Linked DNA regions of Gossypium raimondii: region 2 is linked to region 1. Evidence: chromatin contacts called from public Hi-C data. All regions are on one chromosome and are shown on one strand. Each heading gives the region's core, a stretch centred on a gene start, on an enhancer-like site or on the middle of the called end of the contact. The rest is flanking DNA. Distances are from core to core; before and after follow the strand shown.

Evidence for each region. A called contact is a pair of places that touch in the nucleus more often than the background predicts.
Region 2: a contact with region 1 is called in a Hi-C map of leaf, with 1.9 times the contacts expected there. The contact joins the promoter of LOC105763678 here to the promoter of LOC105763676 in region 1. A contact is called at or near these places in 2 of 2 Hi-C or Micro-C datasets (both in leaf).

Annotation. Positions count from the first base shown.
Region 1 is chr12:30,977,278-30,982,563 of ASM2569854v1, reverse strand. It overlaps LOC105763676 (transcription factor TGA1), which reads left to right and starts at 1,269. Exons shown (of 10, transcript XM_052625523.1): 1 at 1,269-1,476; 2 at 3,686-3,848; 3 at 3,943-4,017; 4 at 5,050-5,109; 5 at 5,198-5,275. The coding sequence starts at 3,690.
Region 2 is chr12:31,275,928-31,281,481 of ASM2569854v1, reverse strand. LOC105763678 (short-chain dehydrogenase RED1) reads right to left here and starts at 2,559. Exons shown (of 3, transcript XM_012581986.2): 1 at 2,125-2,559; 2 at 1,123-1,282. The coding sequence starts at 2,464. LOC128035615 (a long non-coding RNA gene) reads right to left here. Exons shown (of 2, transcript XR_008192141.1): 2 at 5,316-5,554.

The DNA of each region.
Region 1 (5,286 bases), core at 20-2,519:
GTGACCCAAGTCAATAAGCAACCTAAATTGGACACGGGTTGGGACACGACCGTGTGCCCCTATTTCGAATGCCCACATGGCCTAAGACACAAGCGTGCACGACCTGACCACACGGGTGTGTGTCCCCTACACCTAGGAAAATTTTTGAAATTTTGCGAAAAATTCTCTGAGTTCCCGGTTTAGTCCCGACCTATTTTAAATGCATACTTTGGGCCTCGAGGGCCCATTTAAGAAACAATATGATTGATTTCAGATATGAATAGTAAATAATATGAATTAATTGTATTTGATCTGTAAACTCCGATAATGCTTCGTAACCCTGTTCCGGTGACGGATATGGATTAAGCCTGTTACAACCCTTGATACAAATAGCGCAGTCAAGATCCTTCAAGAGAACCATAAAACTAACATAAATCTAAAAACAAGAACCTGCCAGCAGCGGCAGACAGAAACATGTTAAAAAACAGACTTATTGTATGTTATTTTTAAACATACATTTGTTTCTATATTTGTTTCTATATTCACATACAAAGTTTGATGTTAAAATACCCTAAACTTGAGTCTAAAGTAAGTATATCGAAGCTTCCTGCACATCCATCTTATATATTTTAGTAATGGGCAAACATGTTCATTATTCTTCCAAGAAGATTCAAATTCTTTTTTATTTTAAATTTCCAATACTGCCCTTAGAGAATCTCAGTATATCAAATATTAATAAGCTCACATATTCTTTTTGTTACCCGTCCCTACCCCCGAATTTCTCAATGGAATAGCCGTTACCATCCCACCACCAAAAGCATAAAATCGAAACAAAAAACTTTAAAATACCTTTCCACGCTCCTTGTGAGGCGGTTACACGCACGCGTCAACTCCTTCGCCTGAATTTCCCGCCCACGCTCTCACCAAGCGCTTAAACCTAACTTCCCACTAAAGACAAAAACAAATTCCGCCGGGAAATATGACGTGAGTTATCAAGACAAGGAAGGGAAGAAGGATGTGCGTAGGTTAAGAGGGAGTGGTGCGTAGGATAAGAAGCCACCTGGTGCGCACATTAGCGATAGTGGAAAGATGGGCAATTCTTTTTAATAATTAATAAATTTGTTTTTTTAATATAATGTAAAAATTGTTAATGGTGTTGCTGTCGACTCAGTGTAGTGTGTAAGATCACGATAACACACAGACAAATGCAAAATGATAATTAGAAAAAGAAATTTATACGAAAGAATACAAAATATTATTAGTAGAAAAAAAGAATATTTTAAAAAGAAAATATAAAAGATTGGTGGAACAGTTTGAATGGGGTGTATTAAGGTGTGGTGCTCTCAGTAGGATTGATGTTGGGAGTGATGAGACTGAGGGCGATTTAGATACAAGAAGGAGCCATTGCTTGTTGAATTTCAACTTTTTTTTTTTGTGCTGTTTTTGGACCTATAATTTTAGCGGGAAACTCTTTCTAACGACCCTTCAAACGAGAAGGTTGGTTTTCCCTTTTTCTTCTTCTTCTCTCTTTTTTGAAAAATTTTGGTGGGTGTTTGGTTTCCGGGAGAGTTGGGGGAGAAAAATAACACAAAAATATAACATTCAAAAACTGGTTAAGTTGTTTAAACAAAGGGTGTTTTCAAGTATTGTGTTTTTCCTTTGAATTAAACATTTTTTCGGTTTAATTGGAGTTTTCTCTGTTATTTTTGTTTTTATGTAAGATGTAAATTAAGAGAAGTATTGAAATTTTTTGGGGTTAAGGAAATGGGTTTTTATTCATTTACTTTTTTGGCTAATTTCTTTGGTTTTGGGTTTAGCGTTTAATTGTTAGCCATGCATCTTTTATTTCTCTTTTCTCTATCTTGGATGATTTTTTTTTGGTGGAACTTTTGTTCAGAGGTGAAAAAATAGATGGGATAAATATTGATTATTAATCATGTTTCCTTTCAGATTTGATTTTCGGAGTTTGCTTCTTTTTTCTTCTTTTTTCCATCTGTTGCTATTGAATGACTCAAATAGAAGCTCTCAATTCTTCCTTATCCGTATTCATATGCTTATGCATAATTTTATTTAAATGTTTTGGGTTTTCTTTGAATTCTCCTTTGTTTTATTCAACCTGTTGCGATTTTGCTAGGATCTACAATTGTTTCACTGCTATGCAATCTACTTTTGAAGCAGAAGAAACTATTTTTTCTGCAAGTTTTGTTATTTGTTTTGTGCATATTAAGAAAGGTCCTATGGAAGAAAATCTTTCTAGTTTTGATGGTAATGAAGAATTTTAGGACTAGGAACAGGAGTAGCAATAGGTCCACCATGAACATAAGAGACAAGTGAACAGTGAGCTCCAATAATGAAAACAGTTGACAGCTTAAGACTGAGCTGGGTAGAGGAGAATCATAATTGGTTTTCAATCTTTTCTCACACTTGGATACAAATAATCTGTGTTTTCTGAGAAGAAAGCACTAAATTCAAGTTGATTTTGCGTAATTGATTGCTCTTTAGTGGAATCATAAACAGGCCGGGGAAGCACAAAAAGATGTCATTGTCCATCCTTTACCAACTATTCTCTATTATCTATGACCTTGCACAGCAATCAGTGCTGTTGCCGATCCTACTATGCAGCATAGATTTATCTTCCTTAACTGTTAGGCTTCTATATGTCCAAATAAAAGGGTCTAATTGCCGATGCACAGTATTAAGTATCTTCAAAGGTTATTATGACTGAATTAGACTGGGGAGGGAGTGGGAACTTTAACTTGATGATAGAACATGTAATGCAAAGGGGGAAACGGAAAGAAAGATTATAGGAGCTTGCAGCAGTGTCCTGATTGTTGAAGCTGTGATACTTGCTTAGGAGCTTTTAAATGATTCTTTTGAATTGAAGTTGAAGCTGAAAATCAAAGTTTAGATTGGGGCGATATTTTTCTTTCTATTTGTTGGTAGCATTTACTTCTTTTTCATTCATTCTTACAGATAGGAACCACATTTTAGTTGTTTACACTTGCGTTCATGCCATGTTTGTTTGAGTGCCATGATGGGAGTTAGGGTTTCAGTGTTATTTTCTTTATACGATGTTGAATTCTTTAAATAAACTTCAATGGTGCCATTGAAGAGGTCACTAAGACTGGTTACACTCTCGTTGATGGTTCCATTATGGGGACCATTTTTAACAAGATTTGCTTACAATTTTAATCTTGAAAATCTACCATTTCTCTTCCAATTTTTTGTGCATGGATGAGTTCTATATTTTAGTCGAAGCTTTTTATTTCCCTAATTCTAGTAGGACTAATGCAATAGTTACTTTTGATTTAAATCACGAATTTTTTTTTCCTTCTAATTTTTCTTTCATGAAATTCTTTTATTTGCTTTCTCAAAGAGATAATTGATTCTAGTGAGCTTGTTGTCAGTATGATATTTAGGAAATAAAATATGTTTTTGAACATGCTTTTTCTTCTTTAGTTAAACCTCTTGATTTATCAAAGGGTGATTCTCAATTGAAAATGCCATTTATTTGATTGGGGTTGTCCTAAAATATGCAGCATCTTTGTGATTAGCTTTTATAATTATATTCTTTGTTGCCTGTTCGTTTTGTGCTTCTCCCCAAGCTTATACATACCTATGTCTTGTTTCTATCCAGACTTTAAGCTCTCAATGCCTATAATATCAATCTAACTTGTACAAAAGCTGCCACCATTATCAATTCCAGAAGCATGGACTTTCCATCCACCCAGTTTGTGCCTTCAAGAATGATGGGTACCTATGAGCCTATCCACCAGATTGGCATGTGGGGGGAAAATTTCAAGAGTATTGGCAATCCCAGTATATCTGCATCAGTGATTGTTGAAGTGGATAATAAGCTAGAAAACGAGGTGCAAATTTTTGAGGCATTATTATTTGCTTGGTAGTAAATCGCGTTTTATCTTATTTTGGAGACAAGTAACCATTTTTACTTGAAATTTTCAGTCTGAGACTGCTTCACATGAAATGCCAGCACCTTCTTGCAAGCATGACCAAGAAGCAAGCAAACCTTTTGATAAGGTACCAGTGAATTGCATGTGATGCTAATTGTTTGTTTCTTTTTGGATGTTAATGGATATAAAGTTTACAATATGCTCCAAGTCCCTGTACTCATTGTATATTTGGAATTTAGTCCCTCTACTTTTATTTTCACTTTTCAGATTTCAAAATTTAGGTTCAACAGTTAACACCGTAAAAATTCTTCTGTTAAATTTACTCGTATGACATGTTGAATTTAATAGAAGAATTCTAAGGATGTTAACAATTGAACTTGTATTCTTAAATCTGAAAAGTAGAGACAAATTTCTTTAAATAAAAGAAAGAGGATGAAATTCCAAATGCATGAAGAGTACACAGATCTGAAGCATATTTTAACCAGATATAAATATTGTTCTGTATCATGCTGAGCAATATCAGATAGACTGTATCTATTGGTTTGTTGAAAAAGTTTCCTACAAAATTTTAAAAGATGGTATTACTTTCAGTTCTAAATTTCTAGGCTCAATTCTTTTTGATCATTTCTGCCACCCTTGCACTTTTTTATCTTGTAAACAAAGAAGCTCTTATTTTGCTGCTTTGAATTGTATTTTGTTCATTCTCGCTCCTATTTCCCGTTGTTTAGAAGACTTGTAGTTCTGAAATGTGGTCATTGCATTGCGTAAAAGCTTTTATTTTTATTTTTCTTCTTTTTTAAGATGAGTCTAGGAGATGCAATTATGGTATTTTCTGCCAAATATTTCGTGCATGTCAATGGCAGATGTTTTCTGATTTTATAATGTTAGCAAGGAGACCTTTTTCTTTTTTCAACTAGCTAATGAGGCCTTCTCTTTTGTTAATTTCTTGTCTTGTCAATGATGATCCAGTCCTTGAATTAACTTGCACAGTATCTCAACAAATCTAATTTAATGGAAAAATATATGTTCCCCAAACCTGTTTCATTCAGTAGCTGCTAAATTCATAGAATATGTCGTATTAATTGTTGTTTGTATATGATCTGTTTACCTTAAATAGGGGTCTAATCTGCTTTGTGCATAATACCTTTAATATCTATAGATACAAAGACGTCTTGCACAAAATCGTGAGGCTGCTCGTAAAAGCCGTTTGCGGAAAAAGGTAAGTGGATGTTGGTTTGCACTGAAACAGATGGGCTGAAGGCAACATTCGAACTTCTGTAATAACTTGATTTGGAATTGCCTTTCAGGCATATGTTCAACAGTTGGAAAGTAGTCGTTTAAAGTTGATTCAATTGGAGAAAGAGCTTGAACAAGCAAGAGAACAGGTTTGAAGAAG
Region 2 (5,554 bases), core at 1,310-3,809, 300 kb before region 1:
AATGCTCTTTCTTCTCCAGAAAGGGGATCTAAGCTTCCTAGTTTTGTGGAAATACTAATAAGTTAGAATTTGGGACAAAATATATACGCAACTATAAGATAATAAATCAATCACAATGATCTGGATCTTGATAAACTACAAGATGCTATAAACTATTTTACTCAAGTCTCTGGTATAATTGGCAGATATGAATATGTATTCAACACAGATATAATCCATTGCTAAGTTTTTGTATGTATTTGGAGGATCCTTGAAGGATATATCTCTATACTCATGTACAGACGTACATCAAACACACATACTTCAAGAAGAATTAAGTGTCAGAGCAACATAAGTTATACATATCTAGATATTTTTAGTAGACAGAAAAGATATAGAAAAAGCAATTTGATATGCAATGGTTATCTTCAATTTCTCAAACCAATTGCACCCTCGAAGATAAGGGGCCAAGATTTGAAAGCTTTAAAATTCCAAGCATTATCATGCAGCAAATGCATCAGATTTTGAAAATATTAACAATTAATTTGTAGAAACAGAATTGGATGACAATTTTGAATAGTAAAATATTTGGTGGATGTTGACTCCATTCAAATACTAAAAACAATTAGGTTAAATAAATTTCAGTTAAAGTCTCTAGGCAGTCCCTACATTATAGTCAAAAGTGTAATTTAGTCTGTGTACAATATAATTGAGTATTCTAACAATTGAAAGTCTAATATTGGTGTAAACAAATAAAAATTGATAACAAAGTTAGTGGAAACCGGAAACAATCTAAATGCTGACATGGACTTCTGAAATCTAACTGTGTTGAAATCTAACAAAGCATACGTCTTTAATAAAAGAAATTCTTTTGCTACGTTAGTTCTATCTACATGCTTGTATTGTCAGATTTCAGTAGTCCACATCAGCATGTAGACAATTTTTTATTAACAAAGATATAAATTTTATTTGTTTGCATCAATAACAATCGTATAAGGTTAAATCACTCAGTTCTATATTGTTATTTAGTCACCTGAATCTAAAGATATGTGCAAGAACATTATTTTTCTGGTGAACTTAGACGGTAGTTAACGAATTGCCTTTGCAGCTTATTCTTTAATGCAGATGTAATGTTAAACTAACCTCAAGGTATCAGTTAGCGCATGAAGGGCTGCTTTAGATGCAAAATAGACACCGGACCATGGCCCAGGAGCCAAAGCACTAACACTTCCAACATTCACAATCTTACCCTTTTTCTTAGATGCCATGTGAGGTACAACAGCTTGTACTAGTCTCATCGCACCTGCAATCAAATACAACACCATTAACACCAGACAACTAATAGCATCTATACAAATCAAAATTCAATGTTTTGGTGTTAATGTGGATTGGAGTGGGGCTAGGAAGGGGTCTTCAATCCAATTCCTGATATTCACCAAGAAGGGAAAAAGAAAGAAAATGAGAAGTATGCAGTGGATTCATTAAAGACAAACGACTATTATGAAGTTTGGATTCATTGATGAATGAAACATAGTAGCCATGTTACGGTCAGATATGGTATGCTTAAACACTAAGTATATCCAATTTTTTCTAATTTTTTCATGTATTTAGAGGGTCATACAAGTACCCATGTCCAAAAAGCGAGCTCGACATGGCGTCGGACAATATGAAAAGTCCAAGCAACAAAGCAGTGTAATGGTACAGTCCAGCCAATTAGGGAAAGACTACTCATAGGTGCTGCTTTGAGGTTATCAGAAAGTTTCTTAGGCCCTTAAATCCCTGCCTTAATAATATAACAGAAATATCATTGAATATCTAGCATTAAGAGATAGGCCAAGAGCCAAAATAACAAATAATTCAACTTTAGAACACTGGATACAGTACAATTTTCATTTAGTACACAAGATTACATACTATGATTTACTTCAAATATGACAACATTGAAAATATAGACCTGGTTCAGCATCCAGCAATCGCAACTTTCAGAGGAATCGGGATCAATTAAAGGACCAAAGCTTGATCAACTTGTTTCAACAATCAATTGATTGCTTGATTCCATAACTTCATCATGAATGAGCAGTTCATTTGATAGGTTCAATTAACAATAACAAAAAAAAGTAAAGTAAAAGGAGATAATAACTTTACCAAAAACATTGGTATTGAAGGCACTTTCCATGGAAGGCAAAGGGACTTCTGCAAGAGGGCCAACGCATTGGATCCCAGCATTATTAACCAAGACATCAACACGACCAAACTTATTTATTACATTGGACATGGCATGCTGCACGCTTTGCTCCGAGAGAACATCGAGTTCTTGAAGATAAAACCTGGGATCTCGTTGCAGATCGGACATGGAGCTTAAAGACCTACTTGTCGCCACCACCTTGCAGTTGTTATTGGCAAAAGCTCGTGCGAGGGCATGCCCGATTCCCCCCTGGGAACATCCTGTGATTAGAACAACTGGGCTTTGATCCTGGGATTCCATTGAATTGAAAAGAGTGGAAGTTCTTCAGAACGGACTTCTTATTGAACTTGTTCAAATTGAAAAATTCAAAAGCGATAAATACGAGAAGAATTTTACATCGGGAATTTCAGTAATTAATTTGTACTAATCGTTAAAATGTTTTGATACTCACACCGTATGGGGGCAAAATAGGGTTTTCCAATCCCAACCGCAAAGTCAGATAGTAAAAAAGGTTTTTTTCCACCCAAAACCAAAACAAAGGATTTAAGCGTTTTTAGCTTTTCATTTTGAAGTAATTTTTATCAAAATATATTTAAAATGTATGTAAATATTTAAATTAATTAATATTTTATGTGTGATTATTTTAAATTATTTAATTATAATTTATCATTATATTTAATTATTTAATTATTTTTTACTAATATCATTATATTATTTAAAATAATTTATTTTTATATTGAAAATTTAAAATATTTCATGTATGATTAATTTTAAAAATATTTTATTAGTTAATTAAAATTATTTTTTGTAGAAATTAAAAGTATTTAAAATTTTATTTCATGTATAATTATATTAAATTATTTTAATATTATTTGAATTAATTTATTTTATATCTAAAACAAATATTAACTTTTCACTATAATTTTTGACAATAATGCCAAACACTTGAAATTAATAAGAGATATTATTTCCCAATATTTTTTAGAATATTATTTTTCAAACAAAGCTTTTCAAAAGTACCTCTCAATCTCAATAGCAATGCAAACTAGCCTTAATTACAACAACAAAACTAGTTAAGCCAATTAAGTATTGGTATTGTAGGCAAAAGGTGAGAGTCCTAAAAACCTAAGTTCAAGTCCTATCATGTGCAATTGTGTATATCTGGGTCTTTAGGCCCACATTGTGTGTATGTCATGTATAGATTTATTTTTGTTCTTCCCAATTCATTCTAGTTTTATGTCAACTTTGTTTTGCATCGATTTTATTAAACATAGAAAATCGAATATCATAGATGAATAGTACCTTTGTCCATTCATGCACCTTTTCCATTCTACTCCTATTCTCATTACCTTCTCGCTTTTCCATGATTGCAGAAGAAGCAAAGATAACAAGCACTAAAGCCATCAATGATTCTTTCCATTTGAGTTTTGGGATTAAAAGAAGCATGTGTGTTTATTTTTATCTCCTTCATTGGAGGAGTAACTTAAGAAGATGAACTTCTAATTCATATTTGATTAGTTGAGTAGGGTTAACAACAACAAAAACTCATTATGGATAATGTTAGGTTTAAAAGAACCAAAATGGGTGAATTGAGATTTCAAAATTTTTCTACAAATAAAAGAAGAGGGAGGAAAAAGTTTTATAATTCAATTTATAATGGTTCAACCCCAATTTCTCATCTCCACTATCTTAATATATCTTAACTAAAGTTTCTCAAGTCACTATATTGAATTGTTACCTTTTAAGGAAAATGTATAACCTTTATAATCTCTATCATTTTTCAAGGCTTAGATAGAATATTTCCCAAGGCTAAACTATAACCGTACTAGATTTTGATGACTCAACTAGATACCCTTCCTCTTTTTTCTTTTTCTTTTCTTTTTGAAAAATTTAAAATATGAAAACAATAAAAACATCTCTAAGGTAGATTTTTACAAAATTAAGTTCTATCAAAATACAATTAAGCAATTGAAAGAAAGAAAATAAACTCGACAAATGTTTATGTACAAACTATAAGTATGAGAATAATAAAGTAAGAATGATGAAACTTAAGATTTTGATCTTTGAATATTGTTCTCTTGTCTTCTCTTGAGTGTTTAAGGACCTTATTTGTAATAACTTATACTCGATCCGATTATCGAGCTCTAGCTACAGTGCATTACAATCGTTGCCAAAGCGACTGCGAATAATTCGACACTAAATTATATGATTTATGTAACTAATCAAACAAATATACATTTTTAAATATACTTAAGTAATTGCATGATTTATTTATATGCCTTTAATAACACACAATTGATCAGCCATATATATATTTAATTTATTACTAGACTATAAAGATCAAAGTCTAATTGTAATATTATTTAATACCGTAAATTCCAACCTACTGGGTACATGTAACACCTCTAACCCATATATGTCACCAGAACAGGGTTTCGGAGTATTATCATAATTAAATATAGACAATTCATATTATTTAACATTCATATCAGAAATCAATCATAAGGTCCCTTACAAGAGCTTTCGAGACCTAAAACATACGTTAAAAACAAGTCCGGACTAAACTGAGTATTCAGAGAATTTTTCGCAAAATCTCAAAAGTTTTCCAAGATGCAGGGGACACCCGCCCATGTGGTCAGACTGTGTGGCTCACACAGCCAAGAGGCACTCCCGTGTCTTAGGCCGTTTGGGCATTCGAAGTACGACACACGAGCGTGACCCAGCTTGTGTCCGTACCAGTGTAACTCTCTGACTTGGGTCACACGGCCAAGCCACACACTTGTGTGCCAGGCCGTGAGAAAATATTTGGGCATTTTGTTTTGAAATTTTAAAGATGCAGGGGACAAACGGCCAAACCACACGCCCGTATGTTAGGCCGTGTGTCACACACGGTTAAGACACACGTCCGTGTCTCTGCCCATGTGGACAAAATAGTTCATTTCCAAGCCTTATTTCTCACCCAGTTTGTCTTCCACCTAGATTCACATTTAAACACATTCGCAAGCGAATACAATACATCCAAATCAAGGCAATACCAAGTATCATGCATGACATATCAATACATATGACCAAGTCTTTATTTTTATCAAATTAACCTAATACTTATAAAATATCTTTATACTAAATATGCCATTTCAACCATTCAGCAATATATTTATATGATTTCCATCACTTATTTATTTCAAACACACGTAAACCATATATAGACTTTTATATACTCATCAAAACATATCTATCACAAGCCATTCCAATGGCTAGTTACAACCAAAACACATACATGCCATCAATGGCCCAATTCAACCTATACATGTCATTATCACCAAAATTTAGTTTGTTACATATACTAAAATGAGTTGAAGGATAGTGTGAGATATCTCCGCCAAGCTTCCA